4 separate regions of the Mus musculus genome follow, and all the other regions are linked to region 2. Evidence: chromatin contacts called from public ChIA-PET and HiChIP or PLAC-seq data. All regions are on one chromosome and are shown on one strand. The core of a region is the stretch at or near the end of the contact, and the rest is flanking DNA. Distances in the headings are between cores, read along the strand shown.

Region 1 (6,309 bases), core at 919-3,418, 650 kb before region 2:
AATTTATAGAGCGGAATGAACAATATAGAGAGAAATTTAAGACTTGGCAACACAGGTTAGAGGAAACACTAGAACTAAAGGCACAGAAATTTATAGGTCATGATAAGCAACAGAGAGAGGAAAATAAAGTTTGAAGACAGGAGCTGGAGAAGATGCTAGAATAAAGGATTCAAGAGCTCACAGGTCAGACTGAGAGCCAGGGAGAAAATAATGAGGATTGGAAGCAAGGCTTGGAGGAGAATCTTTTAAAATCAATCAATCAATCAATCAATCAATCAATCAATCAATCAAAATAAAATAAATATCACAATATCAGAATTACAATATAGAAAAAAATTAAAATGTGGAAGCAGAACCTTGAAGAGAGGATACAGGAACTCATGGAATAGGATAAAAGACAAAAGAAGAGATAGCCACGATAGAACAAACCACATGGCCAAAAACCCCCACAAATAACAAGAAGTCTTATAACTAGGGAATAAGTTAGTATAGTGTTAGATCTGCTCAATCTAGTCTTAAAACATATAAGTTGCATAGTTTTTATATGGGCTTATTGGGGTTGGAAGTTCCAGCAACAACAGGTTGGGAAGATGGCTCAGCCATGAAATGCTTTGGCTGCTCTCTCAGAGGACCCAGATTCCAGTCCCAACACCCACATGATGGCTCACAACTGTCTATGACTCCAGTTTCAGGGGAATTAATGTCCTCTTGGGTACTGTGGGCACTGCACACACATAGTGCACAGACATACATGCAGGCAAAAACACCCATAAATATAGTTTAAAACAAATGTTGAGAAGAAATGCCAGTAACAGTAGTTACTGACACTGGCTGGGAAGGCCTACTCTTAGCCCAGCTCAAGGCAGCACAGTTTGGCAGAATCAGGTCTAATGCAATGTGGGTTTCCTTTAACCTGCCCTGGAGGCCTCGGACCACATGAAACCAGGGGACATGTGAGAGTCATGATATAGACATGGGAGACTTCAGAGGCTGTAGGGGCCAGGATATAAAGGAAGTGAGCACTGGGCTGGGGAGACAGTTTGGTTGATTGGTTGGTTGGTAAAGAGCTGGCAACACAAGAGTAAGGACTCAAGTTTTATCCTTAGAACCTGTGCAAAAAAGCCAAGTATAGTGACACACTCTTATGATCCCAGCTCTGGGGACATGGAGTCAGAAAGATCACAAGCTCACTGCCACAGTTGGCAGGAGCTGGAACCCCCTCTGCTTTTCACACCAGCCTTCCACTGGCCTCACTAGTGACTGGACTTATACCTGGCAAATATCAGGGAACAGTGAGCAAGGACCTGTCCCTGTCACTTCAATGCTTGAACATGTAGGTGTAGGAAGTCACTGTGGATTCTTCAAGCCTTGAAGATAGCCAGAGTCCCCTGATCTGTTCTCTGTGACAAGGGACAAGAGCCTTCATGACTGAACTCTGAATACCATAGCAAACACTACTTATCTCTGGGTCTTTCATGTTGCTTTGAGCTGTGTCCAATAGCAGGTGATTCTGGATGTGGTGGTCCAAGAGGTCGGTGAGAAATCTAGGAAACAGGAAGGTGGGGATGGAGGAAGCCATAAAAAGAGGGTTGACTTTTGGCCTTCTCCACCCAATTTGGGGATGTCTGGTGGCTGTGTACCCTTGAGTTAGTCCAGGGGACCAAGAGCCCATCTATTGTATGGTCAAGGTTTGGTAAAAATTTGCCCAGGGGACAGTTCCTGTGGTCCCAATACCGAGGCTGGCGAGACCCTAGTGGACCAGGAAGAGCACAGACCATGCTCATCATCAGTTGTGGGTGACTCAGAGAGTCCCTTTTACCACAGTGGAGAGCACCCTGGTGTCCTCCAGGCAGAGAAGCTGTGTCTTTACTGTCTCCATCTGTGTCTTGCTTCTTCCTATGCTTTCTCCATCCTCCCTGACTTCATCCTCCAGCATCCCACTGACCTCCTCTGCTAGGAGCAGCTAGGAGGGCCAACACTTGCTTCCCTGAAGGACACACGGCAGACTTTATGCTTGCTGACTCCCAGAGGCATATGAGCAGGAAGGGTCAGGCCTCCTTGACCCCAGAGTCTCCTGTGTCTTGATGCCATGTGACCTGGGACAATATTGACTTTCCCTATCTGATGGTGTGCTTGATAAACACAGAGCTTTGTTCAAGGCCACCTTGGCTCCACCAGTAATAGGCCCGAGCTGGTGGCCATGCTCAAGTCAGACAGCTTCGGCTTCCAAGAAAGCCTCACCCGGAGATGTGGCCTCTCAGGTGAGTGAAATGCTGGCTAAGGTAAGCCCTTGGCTTCTTCCCTTCCCAAGAGCATGGTGGCATCCATTGGGGGACTCTCACCCCAGATTCACTTGGGTTCCTTTGGTAAGTGAGCAAAGCCTTCTGTCTGAGACATTCCAGAAACCCCTGAGGAGGAAATGTTTGGTGTAATTTCTGGTTAGGCCTGGCTCCTAATTTCTAGATCCTCACTTACATTTGGAGCGTTAGAAAAGCAAACCCAGGAATGTTTCAAGAATGTTGTCCTGAGTGCTGGACTGGGTGGCCTGGCACTGCAGAGTGGGAGACAACCTCGGTCAGTCCCAGGGATGTACCAACTGCAGCGTGAGAGGCGGAGGGTGGACACAGGGAACTTACATACCTCTGGCACACTTGGCGTTAGTGTTGTGGAATCCTCAAATTGGCACCATTCTCAAAATCTCCACTTCCCATTCTATGATGTGCTGCCTGCCAGTCCTTTGTGTTTGTCGTTATTTGAAATCTTCTAGAAAGGCTATACAGGGTGAATACTCTTAATGCCATGAAGGAAAGAGTTCAGAAATAGAGAGAGGCGACCAGTGATAGGCTACAATTCTCCACGTGGAAGGCCCCCTTGCATGTCTCATGGCTTGTTGGACTGCTTCCGGGTGAGACAACTTGGGCTGAAAGTCCAGGAAGGACCCTGTGGCCAAGTATTCTTACTTCTCCCAGTGCCCCTGGCTGCAGGTGAGGTCCTGCTTAGTGGGACACAGGGTTGGCATTAGAAGTAGGGGAGAGCAAGCCAGTTTTTTCTTCATCTAAGGAGACCTCAGCTGTGAGGGGCCAGACTGGGGACAGGGTCCGGGCCAGAGTAGCTCACACAGGGGGACAGAGTCCTCACATGCGTGTGGTCACACGTGTATGTATGAGCACATGTAACTGGCAGACAGATGCTGTTTTTCTGGAAAATTCTGGAGGTGTGTCCTCAGAGCGGCTGCTCTAAGGGTGCTGGGCCTATTTAAGTATTCTCTCTTTGTCTTTCAGAGCAGGGGGCTCTGACCTCATTTCCCAGAGAGGAACCTGAGGTCTAAGGAAGTGAGCATCTTCCTCACCGACACTCAGTGAGTCCCAGGCTAATCAGCCAACAGCCCTGCGTGGGAAGCTGGAAGTGGGTTATAGGGGTTCCTTCCCATAAACCTCCTATGGAGCTGGGGTAGGTGGTGCTCAGCCCATCTCTAGAGGTTGCCCTCCCGGGGTTGTGAGAGGGAGATTAAACCCACTCCTCCAGGTTCCAGACCCTTTCTGGGGCGGTCTGTGTTGACTACCCCCATGCTACTACAGGCTGGGGCAGCCTTAGGGACTCAGCGCACAGCCTGTGTGCTAATTGAGCCATGTCTGGGGTCGCCTCTGGGCTCCAGCCGACTGTTCCCCCCCTCTCTGTGCCTCTCTCCTCTTTTCAATCGCACAGTCTCCCTGCCGCCCTCCCTGCTGGGCCGGGCCTCCCTGCAAGCCTCGTGGCCCCTGCTCGGTGCGGGCCTGCTGCTGCTGCTGTACAGCCCGCCCAGCCTCGGACCGTGCTGGCCTCCAGAAGTGATAGCTAATTGGGGAGAGAAAGGGCTCGATTGTCTGCGGCAGCCGGAAAGGCCTGGAGGAGGCGGCCGCTTCGCCCTGCAGCTGCCGCCGGGAGATGTTTGGGGATTACGTCAGCCTGGCAGGCAGGGGCCGCGGGGACAGCACGGGAGGCGGGCTCCCGCAGGCCTCCCGCGGCCAGGGCCTCTGGACAATGCTGCCATTGTCGGTGCACGGAGTGCTTAGCTCCCCATGAATGGTACACGGGCCTCTTGACCAAGGAGGCCGCCTATAGCCCCAACTGTCCTCCTCACAGGCGGGGAGGCCCAGTGCGGTGGGAAGGACTGGCTGTGGACTGCACGGATCTGTCCTTCAGAAGGGGCCACCGGCAGGCAGGCAGGCAGGGCTGAGATCAGGCTCCAGCGAGGCTGCTGCTACTGCTATACCCTGCATGGTGGCCTCCCTCCTCAGTATGGCCTCCTGGCTGGGGGACACTGCTGGCTCTGACCCACTCATGGTGCTCCTGGTTGTCATTCTCCTGGTACGCTTCATACTGTGGTCCTGTCTGGGGACCTATATGGACTATAGGCTGGCCCGGCCTCATCCTGGCAAACCCAAGGAAGAGTAAGCCAAGGGGCACAATAAAGACCCAATCTAGAAGGTTGTGTGCTGTGGCTCTATCATCCTTCTGTGGGTTGGCAGGAGGTAGTGGGACACCCACCTGTCATCAGTCAAGTGCCACAGACACCCTCCTGCAGCACACTGTTACTCTCCCTTGCCACAACCCTCCACACCTGCCCCCTAGATCCCCTAGGTTGGGCTAACCTCCCTAGCCTTCACCAGCCAGGCAGGTGCATGATCCTCATGTCCTATCCAGTGTGCTGAAACCAGAGAGCAGTAGAAGAGACAAGATTCCGAGAATCCCAGCAAGCACCTGCTCAGACTAGTTGGGACTATCCCTACACGGGAGTGTTTGCACACCCACAGGCTGTCAAAGCGACCATTGTTACCAGGTTCTAGACCCCCATGACAGTGTGTGCCCTAGGAAATATCTGGCTCTCCCCTATCTCTAATTCTTTGTAAGAGGCTGGGGTTGTAAGGTGAGGCCACAAGGACAGCCATGATCATTGCTCCCAAGGCAAGTGCTGTCATGGATCTCCAATGTCCTAACCGGTCACTGGACACAGACAGCTGCCTCAGTTTCCCTGAGAAGACCTTAGGGTAGGTCTCTAGATGGTCTCATGAGCTGGAGTTCAAGCCCAGTTCTTTGGCTCTGAGATCTCTCTGCCTATCGGAGCCTCAGTTTCCTGCCTTGTTGTCATGAGATGAACCTATGCGATTGGTGATATGGCTTTAAAGATTTTGTTTTGAAGACTCACCTGGGGGCTGGTGAGATGGCTCAGTGGGTTAGAGCACCCGACTGCTCTTCCAGAGGTCTGGAGTTCAAATCCTAGCAACCACATGGTGGCTCACAACCATCTGTAACAATATCTGACGCCCTCTTCTGGGGTATCTGAAGACAGCTACAGTGTACTTACATATAATAAATAAATAAATCTTTTAAAAAAAAAAGACTCACCTGGGCACTCCAGGTGGCATTGGATGGAAGGAGAGTTCACAGTTCACACGCTCACGTGTGAATATGTGCATCCTCTGTACGTGAGAGATCCAGCGCTGTTGAGAAGACCTCAGGAGATGGGGTTCTGCCAACTTTGTGTGACTCTCCAGTACTGTGGCTGTAGTCAGTAGACCTGTTTTCCCCTTGAACCAAATCGTGTAGCAAGACGTTGGTGGGCATTTGAGGCTGCAGTGCAGAAGTTCTGGGACTTGGCATGGACTCGATTCTGCTTTGCCCTTTTTGGCACATGGTTTAGGGCTTCGTGGCTGCCAGAAGGCTGCAGCCACTTCAGGGTCTTTACATGGCTTCCATGTCCAGAGACAGTCAATAGAGATGGAAAGTGGTCCCTAAGGAACCCCAAGTTTTGCATCTCATAATCCAGAATAAGGTCACAGTGTCTTAGCCCCCTTACTGTTGCTGTGGTAAATGCTGGGGCAAAAGTAAGTCATGGGCTCAGCTCACAGTTCCAGGTCAGTCTGTGAAGGCTGAGAAGCCTCTGGGAGGAGTGTGAGGCACCCACTCCCAGTGTGCCTGAAGTTGGAGGAGAATGAACAGCATATGGCCTCCCCCTCCCCATACCCTGCCACTGACCTGGGCCACTCTGTCCTGTTCTGGCCTTTTGGGGACTGGTTTGGGTACTTCAGTGTCTCTGTGGCCCCCTGGGCACACTGGTTTTATCTTTATCTGAACCATAGGATGGTAGACATGTCAAACTTTGGCACCTTCCTGGGCTTGCCTTGATTCTTTGGGGGCTCCTCAAAAATGTCTCAGTGATCTGCTGATGAATCGTGGGTGGATACTTTCCATCCCAGCATTGGGAGGGAGAAGCAGGAAGATCAGAAGTTCAAGGTCATCCTCAGCTACTTAGTGAGTTCGGGCTAGCTT
Region 2 (6,781 bases), core at 1,782-4,281:
GCCTGGCACCTTGTTCTCTGGTTTGCCCCAGGGATCCCAGTGTCTTTACTGCCTCAGGCTGGGATTACATAGTTGCTCGGCCAAACCCAGGTTTGTTTGTTTGTTTTGATTTTTATTTTGTCTTCATTCTGTTTTGTTTTTGGAAGAAGCTCATGTCCTCAGCCTTGCCCAGCAAGCCCTTTACTGAGTGGCCTCTTTAGCCCCAAATTGTTTTTGTTATCACTCCATCTAGAGATATCTGTGTTTCCAGATCAACCCAAACAGACCACATTCCCAGCAAGGAAGAACAGACTTGCCCGTGAGCAAGGTTTCAATAAAGTCTAGCCCAGGCAGGAGGAACTGCCTGAGGACTGAAGACGCTCAGGTCCACTGCCTTTTTGTTTCAGGAGCTCCTAGAACCTAACTCCTCAGCCTGGGACTGAGAAGCCATGCAACAGGTGTGGTGGTGAGTGGTTATCTTCACATGCTTGTGACATTTATCAGGAGGAGTTCAAAGCTAGCCTCTGCTACTTTGTAGCTAGTTTAGGACACTTGATACCTCTTCTCAAAAAAGGTGTGGTGCTTGGATGGGACTGGAGAGATGGTTTAGTGGTTAAGAGCGCTTGGAGCTCTAGCAGAGGACTTTGTCCATTTCCATTACCCACACCTGCATGGCGGCTTGCAACTATACGTAACTCCAGTGCATATATATTTACGGACAGACAGACAGACACTCAAGCACATGAAATTACACAGAGAAACCCTGTCTCCAAAAAAAAAAAAAAAAAAGAGGGGGCTGACAACGCCATGCATGATAGCACACATCTGTCATCCCAGCACGTGGGAGGTCGAGACAAGTGTGTGGAAAGTTGCACATTAGCCTGTCTCAAAGGGCCCTCGCCTCTAAAATAAATAAAATTCGGACCAGTGAGAAGGCTCAGCAGGTAAAGGCACTTGTTACCAAGGCTAATGACCAAAGTTTAATCCTTGGGACCCACATGATAGAAAGATGGAAATGTTTCCTGCATGTTGTCCTCCTGCCTTTACATGTATGTTGTAGTATACACATGTGTAGACATACACAGACACAGAGACATGGACAAATGGGATTAAAAAAACTAAACCACTGTGAGTGTTAGCCATGTCTCTGCGATCCAGAGGGACAATGGTCCTGTAGCTTCTGTTCTTCACATCCATCTCTGCTGATTTATGGTCTGCAAGAATAGGTGCCAATCAGCGGGAGCTGGGATTTCCACAGGCAGAAAGCTGGGGAAGAGCTCTGAGCATTAGGGACCAGCAGGATGACATCTCTCTGCGGATACACCTCCCCATTCACACATCTTGCAAAGCATGCACTGTTGCTAAGGGTGGTTACACCTCCCCATTCACACATCTTGCAAAGCATGCACTGCTTGCTAAGGGCAGCTCAGCTTCTTAGCTTGTGGTGAAACTTGCTGGAGAAGCATTGTTTTCTTTAGCTTTCTGCCATGCCAGCTTCATACATGTGCTGACTGTGGAAGAGGACCCAGTACAGTATGCCCTGTTGAGCTGTGTTTGGTCCTGGATCAGTTTCTTAGGAGATGGCTGTATTGGCAGGAACCTCTGGGGAGACATGAGCATTTTGTTTTTGTTTTTGTTTTTGTTTTTTGAGACAGGGTTTCTCTATATAGCCTTGGCTGTCCTGGAACTCACTTTGAAGACCAGGCTGGCCTCGAACACAGAAATCCGCCTGCCTCTGCCTCCCCAGTGCTGAGATTAAAGGCGTGCGCCACCACGTCTGGCTTGAGCATTTCCTCAAATCCAAACCTGAGATCAAGGCAACTGAGAACTTGTGTGCAGTGGCTGATAGTCCTTAAAGACTTTGCTGCTTCTATTTACATTCTGACTTGTTTTGTGGAAAAAGGTCTCATTATATAGATCGGGCAAAACTCAGAGATCTGCCTGCCTGCCTCTGCTTTCTGAGTGCTAGGATTTCAGGTGGGCACTATTGTGCTTGGTTATACTTGTAACTTGACTTTGTAATTAATTACTGACTTCTTGAAACAGGAATCTGCCCATGTAACCCTGACTGTCCTGGCTCTCTATGTAGCCTATACTAGTCGACAGTATTCTTGCCTTGGCCTTTGGAAAGTTTTATTGGCTTTTCAGTTATGGTTGATGATCATTTTGCTTTGGTTTCTGGACTATTTTATTGGCGTTAATTAAAAAAAAAAGTTTTAAAACAAGGTCTCAGTATGTACTCCTGGCTGTCCTGAAACTCACTATGTAGACAAGGCTAGCTTGAACCCAGAGATCTGCCTGGGTGCTGGGAATAAAGGCGTGTAGCACCAAGGCCAGCTAGCTTTTTATTTTTACGTGGAGTCTGGGAAATGGAACTTAGGTTCTAATACTTGCAAGAGTGACTGAGCCCTTACATTTTGTTGTTGTTGTGTGTGCGCGTGTGAATGTGAGCACATGTATGCACCCACACGATACATGTGTGCAGGTCAGAGGACAACATTCAGGACTATGTAGGTTCCGAGGATCTACTGCAGGTCTTCTGGGTCCTAGGGTTCGAACTCAGTCGTCAGGGTTGATGGCAGTAGCCTTTGTTTGTATTTTACAGGCAGAGTCTCCACCTTGCTGTAATTCTCCTGCCTCAGACTTCTGAAGGGTAGGCATAGAGGTAGAAGGTACCTTGCCCGACCTGTCAGCACTTTCCGGTTTTGCAGGTGGTCCGGCGGGACTCCCCAGAGGTCTTGGGTTTTGAGGGGGGGGGCGAGTGCTCAGGTGACGTCGGCGTTTGGGTGACGTCAACACACACACACTGGCGTGAGAGCACGGAAGCAGGACTGCGAGCTGCGCACACCTGCCAGAGATCTTTACCGGTGTTTCCACGGTCGCCCTGTCTCCGCAGGGGGTTGGCCTGCCGGGGGCGGGGCTAAAGCGAGGACTAGCCAATTGGATCTCCCGATAGACCGCCCGCCCACTACCGCGGATCTAGCGCATGCGCACGGCCCCGCGGCCAACCTCTCCCGCGGGGGGCGGTGCTGACGCTCGCGCCGACGCGCCGGACGTCGGGCACGTTGACGCCGGCGACGCGCCGGGCCCGGTTCTCTGCGCTCGCTAGTGTCCCGCGGCGGCGGGCCGGCCTTCGTGACGAGCGGGGCGGCGGGCCCGGGGGCCGGGCGAGGACGCAGCCGCGGGGCTGCGTGGGTCGGCCCGCAGCCGGCCGCCGCCCGAAGGCCGCTTCATAGCCCCGGAGCCGCGCCCGCCGGCCAAGGTGAGGGCGGGTGGAGCGGGCCGCGCTGGGTGGCGGGCCAGGGTCGGTGGGGCCGGGTCGGCAGGGTCAGTGTGCGGGGGTCAGCAGAGCCAGCAGAGTTGCGGCTAGCCTGGCAAAACGGGTTGATAGCAGTTAGGTCCGAGTTCGCTTAGACTGGCCAGAGTAAGTGAGGTTGGGGGCAGTGAGGCTGTGGGGTCAGCTGAGCCAGGCCGGGGCAGCGGGTGCTGCTCAGATGCACCTGCAGCGCCTTCTGCTTCATCCTCCACCCTGTGCCCTGACAGCATGCAATCTCTAGTTCCATCTCACCTTTTCCTCCTCCTCCTCCTTTTTTTTTTTTTTTTAACCTAGCCCTGTTGTCCCGACTTCCTAGATTCCCAGTGTGGGTATATTTTCTCTTTCTGTTCTTTTCCCCTGTCTTTGACTGTGAACTTATGTAAGTTGGGTTGGCTGACCAACCGTTACACAGCAGCAGGCCTTTGCTAAACACTTCTGTCCAGACTTTAAAAAGCCAATCCAGTTGCTTTTTCCGCTGATCACCAAATATCCAGCCCCACAAGTCAGGGTGCCTGCTAGTCCTTCCCAGGAGCTGACTGCACACATTCCTGGAGGATGCTTGGGTCCATAGTGCTGGTGTTTTGTCAGTTTCCAGTCTTCTTCTGTGGTTGAGGGACTGTTTGGAATCTCTCTTCCTGAGGAAACTGTCTTCAGCTGTTAAATGTGGATTTTAAACAGACCCCCACTGGTTGGAGGTGAGCATCCCAGCTCCTCTTGCTCCCAGGACTGTCTCCCCCAATCTGCTCATTATATTGACCTGTGCATGCTACTTCCCAGAGTGTGTGCATCCAGAGTGGATGATCGTCACGGATAGCTCTGGGGCTGTCAGCCTTTTTCTCATTAGCCACAGGTGGTGCTCAGAAAGCTGCAGGTTTGTGGAAACTCTTGTTCTGCACCTACTGATTGTGGTCTGTACCGTTCCTTTTTCAAGATGATGTGCGAGGTGATGCCGACCATTAGTGAAGCAGAAGGCCCTCCAGGAGGAGGTGGGAGCCATGGGTCAGGCTCCCCTTCACAGCCAGATGCTGATTCGCATTTTGAGCAGCTCATGGTTTCCATGTTGGAAGAACGGGACCGCCTTCTGGACACACTAAGAGAGACACAAGAAACACTGGCATTAACCCAGGGGAAGTTGCATGAAGTTGGTCATGAAAGAGATTCTTTGCAGAGGCAGCTCAATACTGCACTTCCACAGGTATGCCCATCAAACTGAAATCAAGGAAGGTTTCTGCCTTTAAATGTCTGCAGGACTGTCTTGTTAGTGTATTAGCTTGCTGGCTGCTTTGTGTAACCACTTGGGAAGTGATGGTTCTGATGTTTTCTGAGCACTGGTAAAATTCTCAGGAATTCAATTTAGGGGAAAAAATGGGGATCCACCAAAGCCATGTGACCACACCACTCCACTGTCATACCTCTTTGGGAAACTGCCTAGATTTAGGAAAGCACTTAAATGTTTTTGACAGGGGGCTATGAAGCAGTTGAGCTGTGTTGAGTGTCCCATTCTGTCTTAAACTTGTCCTTGTCTGCTGTGGATCTGTGAGGAGTGGATCTCAGGGTTTTTTTATCTTATCCCTGGTTTATGTCTTGTGGACTTCCAATTTCCTAGGGAAATCTTGTGGATAAATAGAACTCATTTCATGGGAAAAATTTATACAGGCTTTCTCCAGAACATCTGTGAGCTGTAACTAAACTTTGTTTCAGGGGAGAAAGGATTGAAAATTGAATCCTGAGGCTCCTCTTCCCAGGCAGATGAGACTTTCAGAGCTTGAAATACCTACTGTGTCCTTAGTATCACATTTAGATTGGTATGCTAGAGCCTCCTCTTTTGGAGTTAAGTGGTATAGGAAGGAGAAGGCAGTATAGCCAGCAAAGCCCAAGGTGAGAGGCAGGCATGTGGAGCAGGGGTTGCTTAGATTCCTGCTGACAGCCCACTTTACTGGTTCATGATGGGCGTCTCCTTGGTGCTCAAGGAATCTGCACTTACGCTCTTGTGGTGTGTCTGCAGATATCAGTTAGCAAGTCAGTAATGAGTGCCTTGATGCATCTCTCAGCTGTAAAGTCAGTTCTATGAGATGGGACTAAATGTTTGAATGTCCTTTTTAGAAACAGTAATTTGGTGTTAGTGTTGTGTGCTGAGGGGTTTTGTTTGGTGACTAGAGAGTTGTCTTTTCTTCCTGGAGTCTTAGGAATGAGCAGGTTAATTAGGTCAGATTCCGTTGCCTCATACTCAAGAGGCTTTCAGGAGGTCATGAGTCCTACTTGCTCTACTCTACACTTGGGTTTGTTGCAGCTCAACTCTGCATCAGTGGCTGGTCAACATTGAGGTTTTTGGAAAGAACAGGCACAGGGGAGGCAGAGCTGGTGGGTGTTGTGGGTAGTGAGTTTCAGGCAGTGAGAACTGTCTCACCTGTTGCTAGGTTGTGCTGGCTTGCTGCTCTGCAGTGCCTCATCAAATGTAGGACATGCTTGTGTCCACAGTTACATCATATCTGACCCGAGTCTAGTGTCACAGAGTAAACTTGTTCTAGATAATTCACTTCCTGGAATCAGGGTCCTCTGGTAGCTAAAAATGTGACCAGATGGGCATGTATGTTCAGTCAGTGTACTTACATTGGAGCATGCATGAGGACTGCACAGGCCACAAGTGTGTGCCTCAGCCAGCTCTCCAGTTAATGCTTGGGGAGCTTGGATCAAGGTATGGATAGGACCATGCCTCCTGTGAAAACTCTCCTGCTTCCTGCCATCAGTGACTGTCCTCCATTCTAATGTGGTCCAGCTCTTCACTACTGGTTCCTTTGCGCATGCTTGACTTTCTATAGGAAATCTGTATGTTTTGTCTTTTCACCATTCCCTGGACTTGTGAGATCCACCTTTACTTGCCCTGCAGCACTTGTGTAGATGGGCCCTGCCTGTTCCTTCTGCAGTCAGGACCCCTGAGGCTGACCCTGGTCCTAATCTTCCTAGGATACTTTTGCATTTGGGAGGTGCAGAACTAGCTGTGTGTGTTTCTGTTGGAGTGTTCTAAGGAGTGGAATTGTAGTGGACACCAGCCTCAGGAGTTGCTGCCAAAAGTGGTTGTGGTGACAGTTGGTACAACCACATGGTCACCCTCAGTATGAGGAACTGTTGTTATGTGCTGTAGAGCTCCAGGTGGAGAGATGGCTTCTTGACTGCAGCCACCTGCAGAGAAGTGTGCAGCAGCTTCTCTGCAGGTACATGAGGGAGCGCCGAGCAAGCTTTTAGTTCTTGTTTGTTGATTGGATTGTCTATTTCTAATTTGAAGGTTTTTTCTTTAAGATTTCTTTCTTTATTTAATATGAATACAGTAGTCTATCTACATGTAAGCTTGCAGGCCAGAAGAGGGCACCAGATCTCATTGTGGATGGTTAATGAACCACCATATATATGGTTGCTGGGAATTGAACTCCAGACCTCTGGAAGAGCAGCTAGTGCTCTAAACCTCTGAGCCATCTCTCCACCCCCTGA
Region 3 (6,688 bases), core at 2,919-5,418, 930 kb after region 2:
TAATACAAAATACATTTTTCTCTATGCTCTATTTAGTGTATATATTCTCAAACAAGTAATTTAACAAAAACAAGTTTTCTAACTCAGATATGACCAATTGATATAGCTCTCAATCTTGTCAGAAGTTGCCAATTATTAATATCTTTAAGTTTATGACAGACAGAATCTCCCAAAGCCTAACAGCTTACCCAACAAGGTCTCAGAAGATATAGACACATCTACAAGAGGCTGTTTGGATTGTGGTATGATAACCATTGAGAAACACTGTGGACAAGACTGGATATCCTAAGAGTCAACTGACTCATATTGCCTAAGTCAAGGTGAGTCATTTCTCATTTCACATGTTATCTGTTCCACAGAGAAAAGGCTCTTTGTCTTCTGGGCTTGAAAGCCAGACTAACTCTACCCAAGTCGCCATGAGACCACAGGGAACTGTTTAGGTAGTGGATTATAGATGAACTCTGTCATTTTTAATTAATACGTGACTTCTAGATTATAATTTATTCATCCCCACATTTCTGACTACATTGACAGATAACGTAGCTGTAGCTTGACAGCTAGAAAACAGACCTAGCTCCTTACCCTAAGGCAATCTACAACTATATTTACTCATTAATAAATTCATTAACTATCTAAGATGCCAGATTTCTTACAGACTTCATGATAAATGATATATAAGTTCAGATACAGGCTTTCACAGATGTAATCTGTTACTTCCTTACCTAAACTTTGTTTCCATTGACAAAATGTCTCATATTTCCTCTCCTTGCTATACCACTGCCCTAACATTAAATATCTCCACTATACAATCCAATTGAATAGTCACAAATTCAAATTTTAAGTTTTCTTTGGTTGTCTTTTAACTAAATTTAAAGTGATGTATATTCAGTCTCCTAGACAAGAGGAAAAGACCCTTGATCCTTCTGCTCCAAAAATGGCTCTTCTTAAGGATTCTTCATGTTGTTAGCTCATGTTGTTATTTCTTTTGTAAACTTATAAGCTACAGGAAAACCACGCAGTTCTATCTCTCATGGACCAAATAGACTCCATCCAGATAAGTACATCTGCTAATCAATAGCCTAAAGTTCCCACTTATTACCTATTCTAGAGGGTGGGATTCCTCTGGGTTTCAATGTACATCTAAGAAAAAAAAATCTCTTTTTCCCAAACATACGTAATCTTTTTCTCTACCTATAGTGTGTGTGTGTGTGTGTGTGTGTGTGTGTGCGTGCTTCAGCATCTTGTCAAGTCCAGGTGCTTACTACATCTAGGACAGCTCTAGAGAAGCAACTTCCAGATGCTCCAATCTCCTCTCACAGACACAGATCCTTCTACTAGACTTGTTTCTTCTGATCTATCCACAGACAGTCCACAGACCCTGGACAGCAAGGAAAAAGTCAATTCTCCTAAGACTGAACCAACATTCCCATACCCTCTTTCCTAGGTTTCCTAGAGATACATGGCCCCAAAATCAGCAGGAAGTAGATAAAGATCACAACAACCCTATTCCTGCTCCACCATCACCTCTTTCTAATTTTTTCTTTTTAATTAAATCAAAATGGGGGAATGTTAGCATTTTGTCTAAGCTCTACCCCACAGTTACTTAGCAATGGCCAGGTATGCCTGACTCATTATAAAAGGGGCTGCTTGCCCCCTCCACTCTCTCTTGCTCTTTCCTTCTTGCTCCTTCTCTGTTCTCTTGCCCCTTCCCTGCTCTCTCCCCATTCCTCTTCCCATCTCTCTCCACATACTCATTGCCAGCCCCCCTCCCCCTTTCTCTGTCTCTACTACCCTCTCATCTCCCATCCCCATGCCCTGAATAAACTCTATACTATACTGTCATGTAGCTGGTCTTGAAGGAGGAAGAGATGCCTCAGCATGGGCCTGCCGAGGTACCCCTTCCCCCACACCTGACTACATACCCACCAAAACATATTCCTCCTCTATTTATCTTTTTATAAACACAACAATCTTCTGTAAATATTAGTTTCCAGCATTTCTGGAGGCATCTGTCCTTAGGCAGGGAGGGGCTTACAGATTAGAGGCATTTTTGTTTCACACACCTCTTAGGCACAGTAATAAAAACTTAAAGCATAACTCTGTTTCTCACATAACCTGAATAAAAAGCAGTTTATCTGGGATGGCTGAGAACTAGCCAACTATTTTTCTCCAGACACTGTATGCACCTATGTGGCTTTTTGGAAATTACCATAAACCTAGCTGATGTCAAGTGACTCATGACTTCCTGGTAGCTCCTCCACTCAGCACTCATGATTGCTGACTGGACCAGCCTGCTCATTCACTGAGCTTCTGATGAACCGTTTCCTTTACTCTTTTCTCTCTTTCTTTTTTTTTTATGCCCTAGAGTTCTGCATATCCAAACATCAGGCCCAGCCTTGCCACATCCTCAGTCATACCTGTGAGGGTGTCACACCTGTGGTACTTCATCAGAGCCAGTGTGTGTGTGTGTGTGTGTGTGTGTGTGTGTGTGTGTGTGTGTATAGAGGGAGGCAGGGAGGGGGAGAGAGAGAGAGAACAGAAAGGGAGTTGGATGTAGTAGTCCATGCCTTTAATTCCAACACTCAGAGGCAGGAGAATATTCATGAATTCAAAGCCAGTTCAGTCTAGGTAGTGAGCTCCAAGACAGCCGGGACTATCTTGAGAGAACCTGTCAAAAAAAGAAGGAAAGAGCCGGGCAGTGGTGGCTCATGCCTTTAATCCCAGCACTTGGGAGGCAGAGGCAGGCAGATTTCTGAGTTCGAGGCCAGCCTGGTCTACAAAGTGAGATCCAGAACAGCCAGGACTATACAGAGAAACCCTGTCTCCCCCTAGGGCAGCTCTAGGCTTGTGTGTGTCAGAGGGGGTCGTCTCTGCTGCCTGAAGTATTGGTTGTTGGGGGTCTATGATGCCTATATTGATTGATTGGTGGAGGTCTCTGCTACCTGCAGTATTGATTTGTGAGTGTTGAATAGCAAACTCAGGACCTGAGGTCCCTCTCCCCACATGGCCCAGCTCAGTCTGGTCCACTCTGGACTCTCTCAGCTGTCTCTGTGCTCTCCCACATACCAACCATAGACTTTCTCTTCCACCATACCTAGGAGTTCTTTTCCTTTCCATTTCTTTTTTTTTTTTTCATTCACTTCATAACAATAACTACTGAAGCAACTCTCTAGCACTAACAGTAAGCATTTTTAACCACTGAGTTCCTCCACCTTGTTTTGTTGAGATATGATCTCTGGAGCATGCTGAGTAGGCTAGGTTTCTTGGTTTTTGTTTCATTTTTGTTGTTTGTGTTTGATCAGGGTTTCACATAGCCCAGGCTGGTCTGGACCTCAGCTGAGGATGACCTTGAGGTTTTGAGCCTCCTACAGACATTTCCTTTGTGCTAGGATTACAGGTGTGTACTATCAGTGACTGGGTAGCCATGGTAGGGGTGGAACGCAGGGGATGCATGCCAGGTATCATTCTACCAACTGAGTCACATCCCTAGCCACCAGCTCCCAAAGACATATCATATAGACTTTTGCAATCAAGCCAAGTCCACCCATCCACCTTCAGAACTTTCCAATCTTACTGAAATAAAACTGTAACCCCATGAGCTACTTACTCACTGTCCGTCCCTCTCCAGTCTAGGTGTTTCATTCTGCTTTCTGCTTCAGTAGGCCTGAGACTCTAGGGTTCTCAGAAGTAGATGCATAAGCTCTTTGTCCTTTTGAGACCATCCAGCTCCTTGTGGCCTAGGGCTCTGTAGGGACGCCTAACGTATATGAGGCTCTCCTTCCTCTTTATGGCTGACCCACAGTCCTGGTCTAGTTCATTGGTCAATGCATGCACGCATCGCTTAAGCTGCCTCAGCTTTCAGACTTCTTGACGCTGAAGTGCCTTTTGCTGCTGCTTAGTGCCAGTGGAGCCCTGAGAGATTTTGAAGAACTTCTCTGTAAACTTTCAAAACACTAACAGCTCAATTGAGCAAGGAAGTCAGTCTTTCTTTGGACCGGAAGCAGGGGGTGGTTTTTTTTTGTTTTTGGTTTTTTTTTTTTTTTTTTTTTTTTTGCCTCGCTGGCAAGGCAGCATCTGGACTGCAGCAGGCTAGTCCTCACAACTCCTCAAGCATCTCTCTCGGCTCTGCCTTGTCCTACCTTTTTTTTTTTTTTTTTTTTTTTTTTTATCATGACCAGGCTGCGACTTCTGCTACTGCTGGGGCTGCTTCTGAGGGTGAGTAGAGGCACAAGTGTGTGGGAACCATAGCGGAGCCCCAGCAGGCTATCATGGTCACAGCAGTACACAGGATCTTGTTTAGTGATAAGGCTGGGTCTCCTTTCTCAGCTCCTTTCCTGTATGGTGGAGGTGGAGAATGGGGTGAGGGGATTTAACAGAGAAGGAGTTGGTTTTATATCTTTATCTTTTCTTGTTACAAAGCAGTGGAACCCCCCCCCCCCATTTAACTTTTCTCTTTCCTCTTCTCCTCTCCTCTCCTCTCCTCTCCTCTCCTCTCCTCTCCTCTCCTCTCCTCTCCTCTCCTCTCCTCTCCTCTCCTCTCCTCTCCTCTCCTCTCCTTCCTTTCTTTCTTTCTTTCTTTCTTTCTTTCTTTCTTTCCTCCTCCTCCTTTCTTTCTCTCTCTCTCTCTCTCTCTCTCTCTCTCTCTTCTTTGTTTTTTTTCTTTTTTTGAGACTAGTAATTCTGGCTGTCCTAGAACTCACTGTGTAGACTAGCCTGTCCTCAAACTCAAATTCACAAATACCCATCTACATCTGCCTCCTGAGTACTGAGATGAAATGCATGATCCAACATGCCTTGCTAACTTTTCTACAAAAATGGTTTCATCATTTTCTGAGAGTCTCTTGTTCCGTCTTACCTTATAAACATTTGTCTTTTATTTTAATTATATGTATGGTGTGCGTGTGTGTGAGAGAGAGAGAGAGAGAGAGAGAGAGAGAGAGAGAGAGAGAGAGAGACTGTATACCTATGTAGAGTGCCTGTGGAAGCTAGTGGGTATCAGACTCCCTAGATCTAGAGTTACTGATTATTGTAAGCTACCATGTGGGTGCTGTCCTTTGCAAGAACAAGTGCTCTTAACTACGGAGTCATACTTCCAGCCACTAGTTTTTATTTTTAATAATTTTTCGTTATTTTACTTATTTATTGGGGGGTCAAGAGTTGGTTCTGTCCTTCAACCATGTGGCTCCCAGGAATCAACGTTAGGTTATCAGGCTGGCTAGCAAGCACCTTTCCCTCTAAAGCATCTTGCCAGTCCATTCCTCCTCCCTCTTTTGAGGCAGATATTATATAGCCCAGACTGGGCTCCCAGCCTGGTCTTCATACCTCAGCTTCGTGACAATTGGAATCCCAGGCCTGAGCCGCCAAGCCTTGACTACAAAAGTTGGCATTTTTCAAGTGTGAGGTTTTTTCCCCTCAAAATTGTGCTGTCAGCCTGGTGTGGGATGCATAGGCCTGTAATCCCAGTACTTGGGAGGATAAGTAGTTCAAAGTCGTCCTCAGCTACATAGGGAGCCCAGATTATAGAACACTGTCTCAAAATTGCTGTTGTTTTGAACTGCTAATGTAGCTGGTTTGTGATAGAAGCTGACAGAAGCAGTCTGACTCTCGCTTAACCTCACACCAAACAAGAGTGAAAGTAGCCTGAAACAGTGACACCTTCCTCCCACTGTCTGTTGAGAAAAAAAAAAAAAAAGAGAGAGATTCTCTCTTCTAGAAAATAGTGCCTTCCAAGTGGCTGGCCTTCAGTCAGTGGTCCTCAGCTACCTCTGGGTTTTTGTGAACCTCCAAAGGTGTCAAGTGTCCACAGGCTAAGAAATGTGCTCAGCTCTCTCCCTAAGGGACTTGCATGGATGAGCATGTGATTCTGGGCACTTTCTCAGGCTTATGAAGTTCCTGACCTCTGGCGAAAGAGCACAGAGTCAATACAGCTATAATTAAAATATTTATTGATTAATGTTAACAGGAAAACAATCTCTAAGATTTCCATGCAAACTGAGTGGTAAAGAAAGGGTATATATAGCCGGGTGTGGTGGTGCATGCCTTTAATTCCAGCACTTGGGAGACAGAGGCAGGCAGATTTCTGAGTTTGAGGCCAGCCTGGTCTACAAAGTGAGTTCCAGGACAGCCAGGGCTATACAGAGAAACCCTGTCTTGAAAAACAAAAACAAAAACAAAAAAAAAAAAGAAAGGCATACACACACACACACACACACATATATGTATGTACACATATGTGTATATAGGTATATATGTGTTTGTGTATATATATATTGAATTTTATGTTCATTTAAAATTTTTTTTGACTGCATGTATGTCTGAATGAGGGTATCAACAGCCCCTGGAACTGGAGTTCCAGACAATTGTAGCTGTCATGTGGTCACTGGGAACTGAACCCAGGTCCTCTGGAAGTGGTCTTAACTGCTGATCCATCTCTCCAGCCCCAGAAAGAAGGGCTTTTAAAGGCAAAAATTGCGAGAAGTCTTTGAGTATCTGCACTTGCAAGCCTAGAGATGTTTTGATCTGCTAAGATTAGGTCGTCAAGGTGTCCTGAACGTCTGCATGAGCAGATTACAGAGGCCAAGAGCGAGTTAGTAGGAACATGCCAAGTAGAGATGGTTACTGTATGTGTTTGCATGGGTGGTCACTGAGTCATGTTTGTCAGGATGTGATCAAAGAAGAGAGCTATGTG
Region 4 (6,147 bases), core at 806-3,305, 690 kb before region 2:
TGGCCCCTAGGGACCCTCCATGACTGTTGCAGTGGGGTTCTAGTCTGTCTGCTGGCCTGTGGTGTTGGAAAAGCTTCTGTTTGGCTCTTAGCTTAGCTAGGGCTTAGCCCACTTGCTTGATTGTGGGCATGAAGTGATCCAGTTGCCCCATGAGCCCCACACTCTTAACTTTTAGACGCCCCCTGGGCAGCTGCTTCTCCTAACAGGGTTGGGTGTGGCAGGCGTGGTTATGCATGTCACCTGTCCCAGGTACTTCAACCCCAGGGAAGAAACCCATGGCACAAGACAACCTTCCCACTACCAGGCTCTCTGCAGCAGCTGGGAACATGAGAGCTGTCCTGGTCCCTAGGCTTTAATATCCATCAGAACTTGTCAACCAATTGCTGGTCCCCACCCTCAATTTCTGGCTGGGTGGGGAGTCTCTGTGCTAAACTGCTTCCTGTGATGTACAGGTCTGGGGATGCACTCTGAGAATGGTCATGCCTCTCCTTCTCCACCCCCACTGACCTCCAAAGGTGTCTCTGAGTCCTAGTCCCTAAGCACTGTGTGACTTTGCCTGGGGATAGAATCTGCAGAAGTCTCTAGAGATCTTGAGGTGGAGTCACAGTGGGTAAAGGGTCAGCCTCACAGAATGACTGGTGTCTGTGTGAGGGGAGACAGAAGAGCCCTGTGGTGATGGAGGTGGACATCGAGTGATACAGGTATGTCTTGAGGGAGGCCTGGGAATCAGGAAGCTAGAGCTAAGGAAGGCTCCTCCCTGGGCCCTTTGGAGGGGTGGGGCCCAGATGTCAGCAAACTTGGATGCCTGGCTTTGCAAACTGTGAAGGGAGACAGTCTGGTCTGTGTACCCCAGTCGGTGGTGACCTGTCATAGAGGCTTGAGGCAGCTCAGTCCTCTGTGGGTGCTTCTTACCAGCACTCATGCTGATGATGGACCCTAGGCCACCAGACTCCTGAGGTGGGACTGGAAGTCAGTAGGGACAGAGTGGCTTAAGAGACAGTTTCTGTTTCTATGTAGTGATCTAGGGAAGCAGGTTCTGTCCATGTTGGCTTGTCACTTTGTTCTGAAGTGATAGCATTGGAAGATATTTGAGCTGGGCTAGGGCTACCAGTGGGACAGAGTGCTGTCCTCTGGTGAAAACACACTGTCCTGAGCTGGAGGGGTCCACAAGCAGGCACATGCTGGCTGGTACTCACCGCTGCCTGCTTAGATGGGGATTGTTCTAGACATTGTGGGTTGATCAGCCCCTCTGGGATCTGTGGACCTTAGATAGATGATAGATAGATAGATAGGTAGATAGGTAGGTAGGTAGGTAGGTAGATAGATAGATAGATAGATAGATAGATAGATAGATAGATAGATAGATAGATGATAGATAGATCAACCTACTTAATGGTGATTCTTAGGAGATAATATCTGGGGATTTCTCCAGGCCAGGGCACTATTCTGGGCCCCTCTCCCACTGCTTCTGTTTCCTTGTGTATAATTTAGGATTGACCTCACTGAACCCTGGACCTGTAGGCACTCTGGAGAGCACAGCTCCTAAGAAAGGCTTTGGATGGTATGTAGCATCACTGAAAAATGGCTGACAGAAGCCTGGTGTGACAGGGCAGCAAGGAAGGGGCTGCATTTCTCACGGGCTCTCTACTTGGCACACAGTTTGGGGGCTCCTTGACAGCACCCCCTTCACCTCTGCATCTATACAAAGGTGCTCCGTCCTGTGTTCACCTGTCTCAATGAGCATTTTAAGCAGTGTCCCTCCCCCAGGTGAGGTGTGCACTGGGACAGCTGGCACCTGTATGCAGACCCAGATGCCATTGATGTCTGAGGCCCCAGTAGAGCCTGCTGTGGGCTGGTGTCACTGGCACCTTGTAAACCCATAGGGCACCCAGAATTGGCTTGGGTAACGGGATGTGTGCCCTTCATAGGGTCCAGCTGGTAGTATGAACTGGCACCCAGAGGTGTTTTGCATACAGGTGAGGGCCTGGGGCAGGCGCAGATTATCCAGGAGATAGGAGTCCCAGACTAGGGTACCTGAAATCCCTGATCTGTCCAGCAGAGGACAGCAGAGCTCCAGCGGCAGTGGGTGGATCCTGTCCCAGTCCGCTCACCTCCCCACTCTAAGGCTAGACTGGTGGTTACCTAAATGATCTTTCCTTCCTATTTTCATAAAGGCTTCCTTCGCGGCTGGGCAGCTTTCCTTGACTGCAAGGCCCACGTGTATTGTCCTCTCTACTGTCCCCCCTTGCCCATCTGAATGTATGTGTAGATCTTCTGGCCTAAGGGACCCCAGAAGACTGTAGGGCAGGAGTGTGTCTCCAGGACTGTCTCCTCTCCCGGCCTGGCTTGTCCCTTGGTGTTCCTCTTGTCTGATGTGGTGTGTATTTAGGGGTCCCCTATCATGGGCTTTCTCTGGCTAGAATGTGAACCTCACCAGGATAGAGATGTAGTTTACTTTTGGCCAAGTCCCAGGTGCTCAGGGAGGAACTGGTATATAGAAAGATGCCCAGGAGGTATCTGATGGGCAGACTGATAGGTGGAGAAATGTGTGGGTGTCCACTTCTGGGTCAACCACATGGTTTCCACTGTGAGCTGCCGAAGGGGTCCAGTTTGGGATGCAAATCTGGCCATGTTCTGACATATCCTCTGTCCTCTATGGACATTGGAAAGTGTAGAAGGCACTGAACCCTGAATGGGGAAATGGTTGACCTTGGGCTGGGCCAGTGTTGGAACAGACTCTGGGGTGACAGTGACCACCATGGGGACTCTGACATGTGCAGTTTAATGTGCACACATGATTATCCTTATTTCCGTTTGACAGGAAGGAACTGGAGCTCAGACCTTAATAGATACCTTCCCCACATTAACATCCCCCGCCCTTTTCTGTGTGTATCAAAGCTGATGCCTCAAGAAAACAGAAACACTGGCCATGTGCGTGGACAGAGAAACCGCGATGGTGTCACTGATGTGGTAGGCAGCTCAGACTTGGCAGGGACGGGGTGGGCGAGGGGGAGGTGTGAAGTCACTGCCTCCCTAGGGCTCAGAGTTCATGGCCCATAGAGCCCAAAGCATTTCTCTAATCAGGTACCTTCAGCATTTTTGTGAGATGCCAAGAATGTGTTTGGGGGCACCAGGGACTGGTTGGCCTTGCTTTCCCCTGGCACATAAACTACCACATAACTAAAGGGCAGGGACTCCTCGTGACCACAGCATGCAGGGCGGTGATCTCTGCTCCAGCCAGTGGTGGTGGCTGGTGGCCAATGGAGGGGAACTCCAGGCCAGGCAGGAGTCCGGGTGGTAAAATTGCCACGGGGTAGGAGACAAAAGCCCTCCTCTGAATACACTGAGGTGGACTACTGGCTTCTATTTTGTTTCCTCTCATGCCTAAGTTCTCAGTAAAGTGACAGGGATGGATTCCACATGTTGAGAGCAATTGATCTGCCCAAACTCAGGGTGATGGGTGTAGTCCTGACCTCCTGGAGTAGCCTTGGCTTTGAAGCCAAGCTTGCTGCATGGCTTTTCACTGCAAAAAAAAACCCACCTTCCCATTCTGAGTCCAAGGTCAAGGTGGGCTGGTGTCCGTAGCCTTTGAAGGTGCAGGGAAGATTCTCCCTAGCTTTTGGGGTTGCTGTTGTCACTTACGTTGTTGCTGTGACCTGACAAAAGTGACTTAAGGGAGGAGGACATCACTGTGGCACACAGTTTGAAGGGATACAGTCGTTGTCACCCCCACCCCACCCTGCCAGCTCTCCTCCCACCCCGTGAGGAAGCAGAGAGGGGAGTGATGGTGTTCAGTTAATTTTCTTCTTTTTATTCACTCCAGGACCCTCAGTCATGCAATGGTGCCACCCACATTCAGGGTGGGTCCCCCTCAGTTAAACCTCTCTGAAAGCCCCTTCACAGATATACGGATAGGTGTGTCTCCTCGGCGAGTTTGAATCGAGTCAGGCTGCTGCTGAAGGATGGATCCTCACACTGGGTCACTCCTGCCCCACCCCCATGTATTGTCTGGCCTCCCCTTCTTCCCAGTGTGCCTACCTCCTTTTACAAGGATGCCAGAGCTGGCCTTAGGACACATATTCCAGTGTGAGTCCAGCTTATCTGATCACACCTGCAAAACCCTGACTAACCAAACCTATGAGGTAGGCTGTGTGTGGGGTTTTGGGACACGCTTGGCTTAGCACGGGTGTTTTCTCCGACAAGCAGCGTTTTCTTGCTGGCAGGTCCTCTGGCCTCACACAGGGACTGCCTGCTCCCAGTACTGTTATGAGTGGACAAGTGCTAGATGTGGCAGATGGAGGTGGAGAGGAGGGGAGAGGAGAATGTAGGACAGGGTAGCTGTGACATTCCTTCTCAGCCCCAGACTACTCTGTACCTGGTGGCAGTTGGACCTCTATGAAGTTTGTCATATATGATGATGGGAACAGATCTCTCTATGAACCCAGCCACTCGCTGGTTCACAAAGGTGATTGCAATAACAGAGATTGTTCCTGGGAGAACAGGGTCAGCTTCTTCAGAGGAGACCCAAGGATCAGTCTTGGGTCCTCCCTCTGCCAGGTGGTTCACATGCGTTTTGTACTTTTGTACAGTCGTCTTTAGATGGCAAATAGGGACTATCCCTCCATTGAGTGTCTACAGGGCCTCCTGAAGACAACTTTCTTTTCTCTGGAGACTGCTCTACTTCATGATGCCTCAGTAGTACCCAAGATGAAGCTGGTTACTGCCTCAGTTTCCTGATATATATATTTGGGGCTTGTCCTGGCTGCCATGCGCAGGGTCATCATGCCAACAACACACAGAGCTATTCTCCCTGCTGTTGGCCAGCAAGCCAGGGGACCCAGGAATGATAATGATAATTCCAGTTTGCTTATGGTGGGGAGACCACCCTGGATGAGTTTAAGACCATGATATCTAGCCCTTAGGTTATGCCATTAACAACAGGCATTTCCTTGCATTGAGCTCTCTTCTGCCCGTGGGATGTACGGGATTCCCATCCCTCTGCTTGGACTCCCTGTGCTTGTATGAACAGTGCCGTGTCAGCTGGCAGGGCTGTGAACTTTGTAGCTTCCCTGTTTCCTTAGTCTGAGCTCCTTTGTCACAGAGCTAATGATCCCCAAACAAGTGGGACAGTATCCTTAGGGAGTGCCCATTTGAGGGGACCCTACTGTGGGTCTTTGTAACATGAGCCACAGCCCCTTGAGCCAGGGTTCCCATGGATCAGAGGGGCACACCTGTGCTCAGCACCCCCTCCAGCCCAGAAAGACAACCCTGGTGTTGCCTAGCCCACAGTGTATGGCCCCACTTCACCTGGCTCTCAAGCCAGTGGGAACACAGAGAAGGACTTTTGATCTTGGGAGGGTAGCACTTTTGCCAAGAGCCCCAGACACCGCTGCCTGGCCCTGTCCCAAACCTGCTTCCTTCCAGAGCTCCTGGGAAACACCTTTGAAAAATGGCTCTAGGCGGCGGGCTGCGGGGCAGCAGACCTGGCCCTGGACTCTTCCTTGGCTACTAGCCTGGGTCCCAGGATGCAGGGCCATATGGCAGGTTCATAAATTAAGCCAGAGCCTAACATTCCTGTGCAAGGGCCCTGGAGGCCAAAGTGCCTCCCACACGAAGCCCACCCTGCCTCTGCCAGCCTGGGGCCTCATGAACTCACCCTGTCCTAGGGCTTTGGGGTGGGGGTGGGGTGCAAAGGTCTCCAGATTTCCCTCTGGAAACTTCCATGAGTGGTCCAAGCAAATAAGGGGTCTCTCCTTACTGTCTGTACCCTTGTAGGGGTGATCCCCTGAGGCTAGTTAGCCAGATCTGAGCCTGGATGGGGACTTGATTTTAGTCATGTGTGGTCAGGGTAGTTATCTTTAATGAGGCCATCACGGACATTTCCTTGTAAGTTCATTCTGAGGATATGTTTGTACAGTACGCATTTTCCCACAGCTGGGAGACAATGCCCTATCCCTTGCCAAAGATCACATTTGCCACCCTCGGCCTTCCCAAAGCTGGAAGGTGAGTCTGGACCCTGGCCAGGCAGGAGCTGCCAAGGGCTCTCATTGATCACTATCAGGGCCTGTTTGATTAATATACCACGTGGATGCAGGCCGTGCTTGGCTGGCCCCCTAGCATCCTGCTGTGGAGGGGCTCTGTGTTCAG

Evidence for each region. ChIA-PET counts read pairs in DNA pulled down with a chosen protein or histone mark. HiChIP or PLAC-seq counts read pairs in DNA pulled down with a chosen protein or histone mark.
Region 1: an H3K27ac HiChIP or PLAC-seq map of extraembryonic endoderm stem cells shows a contact between it and region 2, with 4 times the contacts expected there. The contact joins the promoter of Smim38 here to the promoter of Ppfia1 in region 2. A contact is called at or near these places in 2 of 115 datasets of contacts at active chromatin or transcription factors (bone marrow-derived macrophages and extraembryonic endoderm stem cells) and 1 of 9 other capture datasets (embryonic tail).
Region 3: a contact with region 2 is called in an RNA polymerase II ChIA-PET map of memory CD8 T cells, with 8 read pairs. The contact joins the promoter of Tnfrsf26 here to the promoter of Ppfia1 in region 2. A contact is called at or near these places in 2 of 115 datasets of contacts at active chromatin or transcription factors (bone marrow-derived macrophages and memory CD8 T cells).
Region 4: an H3K4me3 HiChIP or PLAC-seq map of bone marrow-derived macrophages shows a contact between it and region 2, with 3 times the contacts expected there. The contact joins the enhancer-like site here to the promoter of Ppfia1 in region 2. A contact is called at or near these places in 3 of 39 promoter capture datasets (cranial neural crest, hippocampal neurons and liver), 1 of 484 Hi-C or Micro-C datasets (forebrain), 1 of 115 datasets of contacts at active chromatin or transcription factors (bone marrow-derived macrophages) and 1 of 9 other capture datasets (adipose tissue).

What each region holds. Positions count from the first base shown.
Region 1 is chr7:145,203,978-145,210,286 of GRCm38.p6, reverse strand. It overlaps Smim38 (small integral membrane protein 38), which reads left to right and starts at 2,168. Exons shown (of 3, transcript NM_001369202.1): 1 at 2,168-2,261; 2 at 3,282-3,358; 3 at 3,706-4,464. The coding sequence starts at 4,279. The coding sequence ends at 4,434. It also overlaps a transcript of Tpcn2 not described here. RefSeq lists an enhancer at 2,591-5,410.
Region 2 is chr7:144,549,979-144,556,759 of GRCm38.p6, reverse strand. Ppfia1 (protein tyrosine phosphatase, receptor type, f polypeptide (PTPRF), interacting protein (liprin), alpha 1) reads left to right here and starts at 3,031. Exons shown (of 32, transcript NM_001195086.1): 1 at 3,031-3,241; 2 at 4,227-4,490. The coding sequence starts at 4,227. It also overlaps the pseudogene Gm35626.
Region 3 is chr7:143,625,325-143,632,012 of GRCm38.p6, reverse strand. Tnfrsf26 (tumor necrosis factor receptor superfamily, member 26) reads left to right here and starts at 4,168. Exons shown (of 8, transcript NM_175649.5): 1 at 4,168-4,215. The coding sequence starts at 4,171.
Region 4 is chr7:145,239,204-145,245,350 of GRCm38.p6, reverse strand. It overlaps a transcript of Tpcn2 not described here. Among named protein-coding and RNA genes, the nearest start is that of Smim38, 34 kb to the right of the region's middle. Within about 2 kb of position 2,055, at least 19 of the 459 cell types and tissues checked have an H3K27ac peak or open chromatin away from gene starts, as enhancers often do. A contact at or near this core is called in bone marrow-derived macrophages, where this site is marked.